2 separate regions of the Triticum aestivum genome follow, and region 2 is linked to region 1. The links are chromatin contacts, called in public Hi-C maps. All regions are on one chromosome and are shown on one strand. The core of a region is the stretch at or near the end of the contact, and the rest is flanking DNA. Distances in the headings are between cores, read along the strand shown.

What was found. Hi-C and Micro-C count contacts between places; a contact is called where the count stands out from the background.
Region 2: a Hi-C map of leaf shows a contact between it and region 1, with 5 times the contacts expected there. The contact joins the promoter of LOC123098219 here to the promoter of LOC100049038 in region 1. A contact is called at or near these places in 2 of 5 Hi-C or Micro-C datasets (both in leaf).

What each region holds. Positions count from the first base shown.
Region 1 is chr4D:405,220,111-405,227,284 of IWGSC CS RefSeq v2.1, forward strand. It overlaps LOC100049038 (tubulin alpha-2 chain), which reads left to right and starts at 3,631. Exons shown (of 5, transcript XM_044520145.1): 1 at 3,631-3,960; 2 at 4,410-4,624; 3 at 5,201-5,400; 4 at 5,650-6,158; 5 at 6,281-6,973. The coding sequence starts at 3,848. The coding sequence ends at 6,593.
Region 2 is chr4D:405,350,509-405,357,626 of IWGSC CS RefSeq v2.1, forward strand. It overlaps LOC123098219 (superoxide dismutase [Cu-Zn] 2), which reads left to right and starts at 4,024. Exons shown (of 7, transcript XM_044520147.1): 1 at 4,024-4,207; 2 at 4,306-4,407; 3 at 5,885-5,980; 4 at 6,089-6,120; 5 at 6,210-6,285. The coding sequence starts at 4,102.

The DNA.
Region 1 (7,174 bases), core at 2,381-4,880:
GAACTAACATGCATGGCATGGGAGGAATAGGTGGCTTCGGAGCTACCATGGGAGCATCTACGGGAGGCATGGCATGGGAGGCATAGGTGGCTTTGGAGCTACCATGGGAGCATCTACGGGAGGCATGGGTGGCATGGGAGGCATGGGTGGCTTCGGAGCTAACATGAGCGGCATGGGTGGCTTCGAAGCTACCATGGGAGGCATGAATTTTGGGTCTCTCATGGGAGGCATGGGAGCACCTTCGGGTGACATGGGTGGACGCATGTCTTTCGGTGTGCCTCACATACCTTCGCATGATGTTGTTCAAGATCTTGCAAACACCATCCGACCACTCGATGACGACGCAGCGTGTGACGATGAAGAGGAGGAGGAAGAATCTTCTTCGGATGAGGATGAAGAATCGGAGGGAGAGGAGGACGATGATGATGTGGCATGATTGTTGATGTGCTATTTGTTTGTATGAACTTTTATGTGTCATGAACTTGGTTGGGTGATTTTGAACTTGGTTGGATGATGATGTGGCATGATTGTTGACGTGCCGTGCAATTGAACTATGCTATGTCTTTATTTTGCATGTTTGTTTAATGTTTGAAACATCATCATATTGTCACAAAATGGACATTGCAAGCGCCGGCTGCTCGCGCTTGCTGTAAGTTAGTGTAACTTCGGATCCATAGTTATTAGCTAGATGGCTTCTTCTCTCTCTTTGGATCTCAATACAAAGTTCTCTTCGATTCTCTTGGAGATCTATTCGATGTAATCTTCCTTTGCGGTGTGTTTGTCGAGATCCGATGAATTGTGGATTTATGATCAAGATTATTTATGAACAATATTTGAATCTCCTCTGAATTCTTTTATGTATGATTGGTTATCTTTGCAAGTCTCTTCGAATTATCAGTTTGGTTTGGCCTACTAGATTGATCTTTCTTGCAATGGGAGAAGTGCTTAGCTTTGGGTTCAATCTTGCGGTGCTCGATCCCAGTGACAATAGGGGAAACGACACGTATTGTATTGTTGCCATCGAGGATAAAAAGATGGGGTTTATATCATATTGCATGAATTTATCCCTCTACATCATGTCATCTTGCTTAAAGCGTTACTCCGTTCTTATGAACTTAATACTCTAGATGCATGCTGGATAGCGGTCGATGTGTGGAGCAATAGTAGTAGATGCAGGCAGGAGTCGGTCTACTTGTCACGGACGTGATGTATACATGATCATACCTAGATATTCTCATAACTATACTCAATTCTATCAATTGCTCGACAGTAATTCGTTTACCCACCGTAATACTTATGCTCTTGAGAGAAGCCATTAGTGAAACCTATGGCCCCAGGTCTATTTTCCATCATATTAATCTCCCGTTATTTCTATTATCGTTTATTTTGCTTTCTTTACTTTTACTCTTTATCATTAAAATACCAAAAATATTATCTTATCATCTCTATCAGATCTCACTTTTGCAAGTGGCCGTGAAGAGATTGACAACCCCTTTTATCGCGATGGTTGCAAGGTTCTTATTTGTTTGTGTAGGTGCGTGGGACTTGAGCGTGGTCTCCTACTGGATTGATATCTTGGTTCTAAAACACTGAGGGAAATACTTACGCTACTTTACTGCATCGCCCTTTTCTCTTCAAGGGAAAACCAACGCAGTGCTCAAGAGGTAGCAGTGACGTACCACGGCGGCCGCGGCAGCTTCCGACGAGAGCTCTAGAGCGGCCAGTAGCCGGCCGGCAACCACCCCTGCTGCGTCGAGGTGATCATCGCGGCCTCTTCGCCACCACGACCGCAAGGTGTTCGACATTTTGCCACAAAAGGTATGGACAGTGGAGACGAGTTTTTCTTCCATCACTTCCTTTGTTCATCGGACGATTCGTCGTCGGATGATGAAGATCTTGTGGTGGCTGCACTGGTCGTTCACGACCACATTCAACGGCAGCTTCCTCGGTACAGGGGTCAGTCCCTGGCCGTGCTCCCAACTTGAACCGCAACAAGGAGAGAGGCCACGCCCTGCTCTATGCCGATTACTTTGCGAACACCCCGCTTTTCAAGCCGGATAAATTTCTTCGCCGTTTTCGTATGTCAAGGAATCTGTTCAATCGTATCCGAGAGGGAGTGCTTGCTCACGACCCATACTTCGAGTGCAAGACGGATGCCCTTGGCAAGCTTGGATTCTCCTCTTACCAGAAATGCACCGCGGCCATCCGCATGCTTGCATATGGAATTCCAGGCGATCTGATGGATGAGTATGTGCGTATGAGTGAGACAACATGTCTGATGTCAATGTACAAGTTCTGCCAGGCTGTGATCGAGGTGTTTGGCCCAGAGTACTTGAGGCAGCCAACTGCCGCTGATACAGAGAGATTGTTGGTGACCAACGGAGCTAGAGGCTTTCCAGGCATGCTTGGCAGCATAGATTGTATGCACTGGGAGTGGAAGAACTGTCCATTTGCTTGGCAGGGCCAGTACAAGGGGCATGTCAAGGCGTGCACTGTCATATTAGAAGCGGTGGCTTCGCAGGATCTTTGGATATGGCATTCTTTCTTCGGCATGATAGGTTCTCACAATGATATCAACGTGCTGCAGCGTTCTCCAGTCTTCGCAAGGCTTGCAGAAGGCCACTCCCCACCTGTCAACTTTCAGATCAACGGCCACTAGTACAACAAGGGATACTATCTAGCTGATGGTAAATATCCTCAGTGGTCAACTTTTGTGAAGACAATTTCGAAACCCCAAGGTGAGAAGAGAAAGAGATTTGCCCAAATGCAAGAGAGTGCTAGAAAGGATGTGGAACGTGCTTTTGGCGTGCTTCAATCCCGGTGGGGTATCGTTCGAAACCCTGCACTGTCATGGGATGAAAGGAAGCTTTGGGAGGTGATGACTGCTTGTGTGATCATGCACAATATGATCGTCGAGGACGAGCGTGATAAGAGTATCTTCGACCAAGGATTTGATTATCAAGGTGAAAATATTGAGCCCCTGCATCAAGACCCGGCCACATTTGAACAGTTTGTTCAATTCCACCGCGAGATGCGTGATTGACACACTCATTTGAATCTTCAAAATGACTTGGTTGAGCACGTGTGGGATCACATTGGCAACCAATAGATGTATTGGTTCATTTTATGTTCAGTCAAGACAATTTCAATTTGGTTGTAAAACTATTTTATTAAAGACAATTTCAATTGGGTTGTAAAACTATTTTAATTTTCAGACAAATATTTGGACGTGCAAACTAGTTTTGATGAAAATATGGGCATTTTTGGCCCTGACGGACAGGATGGGGGCAAACGGATGCGGCCGCGCGCTGGGCGCACGATCACCGCATTCCAGGACACGTCCGGACACGACCCCATTGCCCTATCCAAACGGATAGAATCCGGACAAAACGGACTTCCGTTTAGGATCGCGCGGTGGGGTTGGCCTTACGACGGCAGCGATGTGAGTGGTGAGAGCATTCGGTTTGGCACCGATGGTGGGAGCGAGACATGGTCCAGGGCGTGGATGTGAGTGGTGAGAGCATTCGGTTTGGCACCGATGGTGGGAGCGAGACATGGTCCAGGTCGTCCACGCCCAGTGATTTTGTCCCTACGACGGGTGGCTTTCCGTCCGACGTGCGGTGTAATCCATCCATCGCTTTCCGCTTGCTCAAGAGTCCGGTAAGGCCGCCGTGCAGCCTCGCTCCTTCTTCTCCCCTCCAACCTTTTCCCCCTGTTCTGCAAGCCCTTTCCGTCTCCTTCTGGCTGCTTCCTCGCGCAGGTGCTATTTCTGAGCTTCCGAGGCGACAGAGCTGCACAAGAGCAGAGCAGAGCATAGGGAGAGAGAGAGAGAGAGAGAGAGAGAGAGATGAGGGAGATCATAAGCATCCACATCGGGCAGGCGGGCATCCAGGTGGGGAATTCCTGCTGGGAGCTCTACTGCCTCGAGCATGGCATCCAGCCCGACGGCCTCATGCCCAGGTCAGCTACTCCTCCTCTGTTCCGATTTGTTGCTCTCATAGTCTTTTCCTTTCAGAGCTCTGAGAAATACTCATGATCACCCTCTATCTCGATTGGAATTCTTCTCCTGAAGAATAATTTGTCTTGATTAGAATTCTGACTGATGGTGTTCTTGAATTGTGGGTGGTGAACATATGTAAATACTCCTGGATTTTTGTTAGATGGGTTGGATGATCCGGTTTAATTTGAGCGTGCCCCCGAGTAGCGCAGCCTGAAGTATTGCCTGTGATTTGGTGACACAGCTTGCTTCAAAATCAATTTTGGTTTTGCATGATCAAAACTCAAAACACTAGTACCAGTTTTGTGAAACAATCTTCATGAGGATACATGCTGGGCTTTGCTTGTACTACTAACGATCGTACTCCTACTTTACAATACCAAAACCTGAACTTTTTACCATCGGATTGCAGTGACACCTCGGTTGGGGTTGCCAAGGATGCATTCAACACGTTCTTCAGCGAAACGGGTTCAGGGAAGCACGTTCCGAGGGCCTTGTTCGTTGATCTGGAGCCCACGGTCATCGACGAGGTGAGGACGGGGGCATATCGCCAGCTCTTCCATCCAGAGCAGCTCATCTCCCACAATGAAGATGCTGCTAACAACTTTGCCCGCGGACACTACACAGGTACCATGCTTGGGCCTCGGCTACCTTTTTGCCAAAAAGATCTTTTCTGAGCACCAACTATTTAGAAGTCAACCTAGCAATTCTTATTTATAATTCGACGATCTCTGATGAAATTTGGTAGTTGCAGATTCTATAATTTCTGTGTTACCTTATGTTTGGAAATGAGCATCTGGTCAGTTTTTTCCTGCCAGTTGTGCACAGTTTAGTTGGTTATTTTTAAGATGGTTGAGAAATATAAAATATATTTTTCTTATCGTTTATTAAGATAATTTTTTATTCAAGAGTCCATATGGAATTTCCAGCTCAGAAGCGTTATATTGAATTTCAGTATAAATAATGTGTATTGAAAATGTCTCTAACTATAATCGTATTCACGAATTGCAAGCAACATGCTACAGGTGTCAGGTATAACTTAAGATCATTTCATGCTGAGTTTAGTGCTCACACATGGAATAGAACACCCTTTCATCCTTGAGGCAGCCCAGTTTAACTACTAAAATTGTCATGCTTGGGAAACAGCCCTATGCTCCTACTAACAAATACTCCTTTCTTTAAACCCTGTTTCTGATGCTGCAGTTGGAAGAGAAGTAGTGGACCTTTGCCTTGACCGGATCAGAAAATTGGCGGACAACTGCACTGGTCTCCAAGGCTTCTTGGTTTTCAATGCTGTCGGTGGTGGAACTGGCTCAGGGCTTGGTTCATTGCTTCTGGAGCGCCTATCGGTCGACTATGGCAGGAAATCGAAGCTCGGTTTCACCATCTATCCTTCACCACAGGTACTATTGCTCCCTCTCTATTTATTTACTTTTCATATTAGCTCTGTCCTAAGTCAAACTTTATAAGATTTGAGCAAGTTAATAGGAAAACAATATGAATATTTACAACAAGTGTAGATGATGTGAAAATATTCTCAATGATGAATCTAACGGTATTGATAAGAAAAGGCTAGTATGCAGAGTAATAAAAGCGCTGGGAGTTTCACATTTCCCTGGTTAAGTTTCAGCTGAAACCATTGCCTGTTTCAGATTTCGACGGCCGTTGTGGAGCCTTACAACAGCGTGCTGTCGACCCACTCGCTGATCGAGCACACCGACGTGGTGGTGCTCCTGGACAACGAGGCCATCTACGACATCTGCAAGAGGTCCCTGGACATCGAGCGCCCGACCTACACCAACCTGAACCGGCTGATATCCCAGGTGATATCGTCGCTGACCACCTCGCTGCGGTTCGACGGCGCCATCAACGTGGACATAACCGAGTTCCAGACCAACCTGGTGCCGTACCCGCGGATCCACTTCATGCTCTCCTCCTACGCGCCCATCATCTCCGCGGAGAAGGCCTTCCACGAGCAGCACTCCGTCCCCGAGATCACCAACTCCGTGTTCGAGCCGTCGAGCGTCATGGCCAAGTGCGACCCCCGGCACGGCAAGTACATGGCCTGCTGCCTCATGTACCGCGGCGACGTCGTGCCCAAGGACGTCAACTCCGCCGTCCACTCCATCAAGACCAAGAGGACCGTGCAGTTCGTCGACTGGTATGTACATCTATGTAGTTTCTTCGTTGTTATCACCTGACATTGAGATTTAGCGGCACCATGCAATGCATGACTCTGTTTTTAATTGTGTTCTTGCTTTGCTTGCTGCGTGCAAATTGAAGGTGTCCGACTGGGTTCAAGTGCGGGATAAACTACCAGCCGCCGACGGTGGTTCCGGGAGGGGACCTGGCCAAGGTGCGGCGGGCGGTGTGCATGATCAGCAACAACACGGCCGTGGCCGAGGTCTTCTCGCGCATCGACCGCAAGTTCGACCTCATGTACGCCAAGCGCGCGTTCGTGCACTGGTACGTCGGGGAAGGGATGGAGGAGGGGGAGTTCTCGGAGGCCAGGGAGGACCTGGCCGCGCTGGAGAAGGACTACGAGGAGGTCGGAGCTGAGGGTGAAGACGACGAGGACGAAGGCGATGAGTACTGAGTGGATCAAGTGTGCGCTCTTATTTGGTGGCAGTGTTGTGCACTTCATGCGGTTTGTTCTTCTCTGTCCCTGTTTTGCTGTTGCATCTGTGATGTTCGGTGGTTAGCAGAGTACAAAAATTGTCAAATTGGTTCGTGTGCTCAGACGGTTCGGTGCCATCAGAATTTGCCAAGTGGAGGTTTACGTAAAACTCAACGTAAGTCTACGTATGTGTAGTGTTGCTCGTCTGTGAGGAAGGTGGTATCGATACATCATAATAATGAACGAAGAGTTTTTGTAAGAAATTGCAGGGATGACTTCCTTTGTTTTCTTATGAAAGCAAAGAATGTAGACCATACGATGCAAATTTTACCAGTCCTAACGAAGCATTTATTTCAGTAGCTTTCGTTTTAAACAACGAGCTGCCTTGTCGATTTTCACTACTATCTCTCTCTCAGCTTACAGGGCGTGCGCGTATCCCTAGGTCATCAATTTGACTAATCTAATACAAGTCATATATTACAAAAAATATACCAACATAAACTTCGGGGTTTCTACTTTCAAAAGGTATAATTTTTGTGTTATATAGTTTATATTAGGGT
Region 2 (7,118 bases), core at 2,774-5,273, 130 kb after region 1:
GCATATACAGGGGTATGCTACTGAGACAGGAATTAGTCAATGTAACTCTGTATACAACAGGTAACAGGTTGCATTCCAGTTTTCCACCCTACCAGTTTTATTTCACCCTTTTCTTCAACTCGCACCCACCAAGCATTATTAAGTCTCTTCACATCCATTGGTATTCGAAGGTACTTGAAGGGTAAATCTTTGACAAGTAAAAATCGCCTTGAAATCCTAGTCTCTTTTCACGACCCCCCCCCCAGACAATATATCTTATTCTTATGAAAGTTGATCTTCAAGAAAGTATGGCAAAGTGATCATTCACTTTCACAACCACTCTTCCTTCCCTAACAGTCTTCATTACCCAATCACACCATACATCTCCAATTTCCTTTTGTTGCATCATCTGATATAGAAAAGGCCATTTAACCTTGTCACGGGCCTTCTCAAAGCCAATATTCAACAGTACCTCATGTTCTGTAAATGCAAAGGTTTAGTTGTAGTTGTTTTTGAAGAGCATCGATCCCATGAAGAGCCGAGGAACTGGTCTTTTGCCCCTTATAGAGGTTTATTGGTGTTAGAAGGGAGAGAGATGGATTGTTGCGGAATATGATGGATGTTGTATTGAGCCTCTCGGGCGGTTTATATAGAGTACAAGGCTTGGAGGGCAAGAAGCCTCTCCTAGAGATAAGGCGGGAGATGATTACAAATCATAGTCCACCATATACAAAGATATGCCTATATACTCTAACAATTGGAACGTAACCACAAGTCATTTTAGATCCCAAGCAAAAGCGGTGCGAAGGTGGAGGTGTGTCGAAGCGAGAATTAAAGTGCATGAGAATAGTAACTAAGAATAAGAGAGTACCAAAAATGGTCGAAAATGCAGTAGGGCTAAAGGCGCTCTCATTGAGTCTAGATTCACCCCTAGTATTTATGATACATAATTGTGCAGAAACACAACCTTCAGTTTAGTTACGCAATATGTTATATGTGTGTTGTGTTGGCAGAGCCAATGATACCCAGGGCCACCTTTGGGAAAAAAGGCAGGGACTATCTACATCCGAAACTGACTGAAGGTAATCAAGCGCCATGTATGGATTAAGCAGCTCCGATCTTAAGCGGAGCATGCTCAACGGGCGAAGCACTCCGGTCATGGGCGACAAAGAACTACCACAGTCATTTGGAGAATCATGGACAGAGGAGCGGGCATGGAATCGAGGATTTGTCGTGTGAGTTACCCCACTGCCGCCCATCAGTGGGCATTGCCCTGGCAATGTCCCCGACTGCTAAGGAGAGCCGGCGAAGGTCTGACAGCGACTAGAGCTCTGCCCAAGCCGCCCCTGTAGAGACGATGCGGTAGCCGGTCCAAGATGGGATACCCCCATCCGTGATTTAGATAATTTCTCCAGTGACACTCTTTGAGGGAATGTCACTTCTCCATCGCTGATCTCCCCCACCTCCCTTGGGCAATGCTCCCCTCCGGTGGAGAATTGGTATCTTCTTTGTGCATGCTCGATGGGCCTGAGTCTTCTCATGTCATCATCTGCAACTCGAGACATGCAAGCGCACCCTTCCATTGTGCGTGTTGGATGGCTTAGGGTTGGTCATCGTGCAACTTCTTGTTGATGGCACCTTGTTGTATTCCGTGTCGGTGGCTTCGGTATTGTTGTTGTTGGAGCTCTTAGTCTGTGTCATTTTGAATTTATCCTCTTCCTGTCTCATGGCGTAATGTGCTACCTCGACCACGTCCCTCTTTTTGCTAGTGGTGTACTGTATGTGCTTATGACATAACTTGTGTTGCATCACCAGACTACCTATTCTCAACTCTAGAAGGTGATCCTTGTATTGTGTTGTAACTATGTTATTGGTGTTTTGTATTTTCTGTGTTCTTACTTTGGCGAGTTGTATTGCCCTCGGATTGTTAAGGTTTCCGATCCAGTTTTCTTTATATAATGGATCAAATCTCTTTCAAAAATGAGATCACATTCGAGTGCGGATTCTCCCCCTAAATTACAAGACTTACCGAATGCAAAGTTATGTTCTCGTTCATTCTCTTCTCTATTTTCATTTTGTCATGAAGCCTCTCATAGCTTCGATTTGCACTATCCATCAGAATGTATCAAAATTGATATAAGAATCAATAAGATAAAAGGTGCGCAATTTAATTTCTCGATTTAATAGAAGGCCAAAGAGATACATGTGATCGGATTTATGATTGGGCGAGTTTGTGTCGACCTACTTAGCTTAAGGTTGGACCATTCACTCGTCTCATCTTGTGAAGCACTAGCTCCACTTAAGCTTGAGTTTTTCTTACGATTAAGATTGTTTTATTAAGCGAAGGCATCTCACGCTTGCACCCCTTCACTAATAAGCAAGGGCACCCAGCCGTTAAGGCTTCCATGCCTCCTGCCCGGACCGCTGACAGTTCAACCTTGTCTCCTGTGGTATTAGGGTCCTGGAGACGCAGTGTATCCCGGGCCTTGTCTATGGGAGGGCTTTGTATTTGGATGCTCTTTTGAGTTTTGGTAGGCTTGTGTCCTGCTCGAAGAGGCGATGCGACGGCTATCTGAAGACGGAATAAGGCTCTCCCTGCCTAGCCTCCGTCCCAGTGAAGCTTCTAGCTTCGTCGGAGAGCATGTGGAGGTCTGTCTCCGGCGAATTTCATAGGATTGGGTTGGCGCTTGTCTTCGATGGATTCATGTGGATCCAGTCTTTGTTCGTGTGTCTACAGGTTGGATCTTTTCGATCTATGCTTATCTTCATCGGTGGTGGTTGCTGTTCTGGTATCGTGATCCTGCAGGGTCTTAGCGCGACAACTTCCTGACTATCTACTATAACAGGGTTTACCCCACTCCGGTGAGGGAGAGGCGATGACGGCGGCGAGCCTTCGGCTCGCCACGGCGCTTGTTGTCATCGCTTGTTGGTATGCAACCTAGATGTAATTTTTACTTCTGGTGTTATTTGTGATACCTTGATAGTTGATGAATACCCTAGATCTGAAGTTTTTTTTAAAGACCGCTCTATTTTTTTTTAAAAAAAGAAAAGCTCATGTGGCCTGACTACCTGAAACTTCCCATGAGAAAATAGAAGGCAAAAAACAAGGACAACGCTAACGCACACACGTGTGGTGGGAGCCAAACCCGCCCACACGCCCTATAGCACACACACTACGCCATGTCACCGCATGCATACATGTGGAAATCTTTTTGGATTTTCTGTTTTAAAATGTTTTATCTCTTAAATGAAAAATCAGATTGAAGATCCGTTTTCACCATTAAATCCCTCGCGACGAGATCTTCAAAACTAGATCTCATATCAATATATTTCGACGAATTTTTTTTTGTTAAAAGTTGTCGTGTCTATTGCACATGAATTGCCATGATGTTTACATTGAAGTTGTCGTGATATGTTTCAGCTATTTTCTTCTACATTTAAAAGTAAATTTTGACATATAATAAAACGGGGAATTGAGAAACTAGACTTGCCATGCACCATAAATCAAAATTGCCACGATACATGCACTTAAAATTGCCATGGTTCATAAAAAAAATATTTTCATGGTCAAAGTACTGGAATTGCCATCATCGAAAAACTAAAATTGCCATGATCTACAAACTAAAATTGCCACATGGCAACTTTAGTCTAAGCATTATGGCAACTACAGTGTAAACATCATGGCAATTTTTTGGCAAAAAAAAATTCGTCAAAACATATCAACATAGGGTCTAGTTTTGAAGATCTCGTCGAGACGGATTTAATGATGAAAACGGATTTTTAATTCGCTTTTTTAATTAGGAGATAAAACATTTTTAAGGCAAAAACCAAAAAAATTTCTACTGATGTCATCTGTTTATACGTGGCAAAATAAGTGGTGATGGAGACGTGTGGGCTATGTGCAAATGCCCACACGTGTGGGCCTTAGTTTTTCTGAAAAACAAAGCGACGGAATAGCTATGCAAACAATCCAGAAACAATTCGCGAGAAAAAAAACCAACCCAGAAACGATTCTGTCAAAAAAAAGAAAAAAAGAAAAAACAACCCAGAAACGAGAGGCAGAGCAGGCGAAGAGGGGAAAAACGATCCGCTCTGCACCGAGGCGACAAAGGGCAGGAAGAAATGGCAGGGAAACCCGTTAGCCTCAAGGGCGTCGCCCTCATCAGCGGCGGTGCCGCCGACAGCGCTGTCGCCGGCGCCCTCCACTTCGTCCAAGACCCCTCCTCCGGTATATGCTTACTCTACTCCATGCTCTCTACAGCGGTCCTAAGCCGCGCTCTTCTCGCTGATAAGAGTGATACAGTTTGATCTACCTGTGCGTGCTAGGGTATACCGAGGTGAGGGGGTGGGTCTCGGGCCTCGCCCCGGGCCTCCACGGCTTCCACATCCACGCCTTCGGCGACACCACCAACGGCTGCAACTCCACCGGTCCGTAGCCTTCTCTAGCCTGTGTGACTTAGGCTTAGGATTTGTGGTAGTTAAGGTATAACCCTGCATCTGGGAATTCCTGGCAAGGAAGTAGAAATAAATTCAAATCATAACGATATATTTCTCTCAATTGCAACGATTTTCATGTGGCATGCAACAAATTTTGGGCATAGTGGGTGCTCTTCAGACAATGACTGTAGTTTGTAATCTGTTTTTTACTTTAAAAGCTTCGGTACCTGGTCGTGTGGTCCTGTAATAAGGTTTAGATTTTGCTGGGCAGATGTCTCCTGTTTAGGAGGGTGTTCGTGAACCTGTTGTGTGACGCTGGGGCTGATGCCTTAACGGACACTTGGTGGATGCTTGTGTTATCAATTTTCAGAAATGGTAATTGGGGGTAACCCCTTAATTCGAAAAAAAAAATCAAATTTTGCCTAAGCGAAGCTCACGTTTCAGTTCAGCTGTCTTATGATCCGAATACATATAACGGGTAAGGATTTCTGTGCTTTAAAATCGCTTTTACAAATTGAGCATTTGAGCTGTGCAGTGAGGAATGACCTAAACTGAATCTTTTGTTGATAAACAAGTGTCCTGTGCATAATTACTGGTCCATATGAGTTGGAATAAAGAGAAACATGAGTTCAGGCACTGTCAGGAAACCTACTATTTGTGCTTGGCCTTGAGCACAAACTACGGGTGGAAACCTGATGCCACCAACACTTATTACATGCCTTGATAGTTCACACAAAAACAGATAACCCCCAGTACTGGGTAGAAGCTGTACATCACTTTCCCAGAAATATTACAGATTGTTTAGCAAGTGAGGCTCAACTCTATGAAAAGCAGATATGCTGCCCGCGCCAAGTTGGTGATAGCCTGAATCATCTCAGAAGAATAGCAGTTTGAAACATTTCCAGAGAGAAACCTGTTTCTTGAGGGGAGATCTAACACATTTATCTTGCTTGCGGAAATTTACACCTTTGCTGGCAAGTAGAACTAGTTAGTACCTGTTGATGGAATGTGCAGCTATCAGTTTGCGCTGTTTTTGCAGCAAGCTTGCATAAATTGATGCAAGTTTAATGTTGGCTACGAAATATGGTTTCCAGTGTTGAATTATCTGTTCCTTCAAGTTATCATATGGGACTACTAAATATCATATGGCTACTACTCTTTTCAGATTAGTCTACTGGTGTCTTGCTAATAGATGGGATGGTGAGGTTGTTCATGGGATATTGTAGTTCAGTGCATCTTTAGACGTTGGATTCTGGTCTCTTCTTTTAATGGCTAATTGGAGTCGAGATAACTATATTAAGTAATAAACAATTTTTTTAGTTTAAGCTACGTACACATAAAATTTGTTGGGGTATTTTGTACAGCTTCTTGCAAACATCATATTCCATAGATAGGGATTAAGTTTTGAAGAAAATGTACATTGTGTGGAAACTTTACGATGTGCTGATCAAATTTATCTGTCTAACAGGACCCCATTTCAATCCTCATAATAAGTCCCATGGAGCACCGGTTGATGACGAACGACATGTGGGCGACCTGGGAAACATACAAGCCAACAAGGATGGTTAGTCATATGACTACTCAACAATTTTTTAGGGTTAGGCAACTATGGGTCAAGTTACTGTCTTGAAGTAATCCCTGTTTTTAGTAACATGCTAGTGATTTCTTTCAGGTGTTGCAGAAATCTTCATAAAGGACTTGCAGGTTCCATTGCATTGAAGGATGTAAAAACATTTTATCATCTTGGTATAATTTTTTATGTACTGGTAATTCATTTCTGTTGTTGTATGAAGATTTCACTAAGGGGGCCTCATTCCATATTGGGAAGGGCAGTTGTTGTTCATGCTGATTCTGATGACCTGGGAAAGGGTAAGCATTTTAACCTAACTGGGAGATGTATATTTCTGTAAAAATAAGTCCAGTCTTCCTTTTATATGTATATATATCCAGGAATAAGATAGATAGAACTTCTTTCAGAAAAATTATGATTGAATGTTTCACTGTAGTCTGAAGCTAGTAAATTACAGCACCACCTGCTGAACTGGGATGTTACTCTGTATATAATGTTGATATCATACACTTAAATGTCTTTCCTTGAGCACATGGTCCATTCAGTTCTCCAATTAAACCAGGACCATGGGTGACACTGGATCATGACTAATTGCTGAAGGTTGCCTGGAGTGTAATGGATTACTATATCCAACTGATATGTGATTTGCTCAAGCCTATTAGGGCAGCCCCAGTGCATGTAGCTCCCGCTTGCGCAGGGTCTGGGGAAGGGTCCGACCACTTTGGGTCTATTGTACGCAGCCTTTCCCTACATTTCTGCAAGAGGCTGTTTCCAGGACTTGAACCCGTGACCTCATGGTCACAAGGCAGCAGCTTTACCACTGCGCCAAGGCTCCCCTTCTTGCTCAAGCCTATCAGTGTATGAAATTTTTGGTGTGTCGCAAGCAGCAGAGCAGAATTCACCAGGCAAAGATAGTGCCACATTACAGGATTACTGTACCATGGGTTATGTCATCCTACACTTGTAGGCACTGAACGGCTAGTCAGTATTTTGAAGTATGTTTTGTTTTGTGCATGACATAGACTTGATGAGAACTCGTACTCTGTTAATCACAATAGGGTAGCAGTAAAATGTTCTGACTTTGGATGAAAAGAGAATTTTGTAATGAGCTTTGCTGCAATCTGCCACGTTC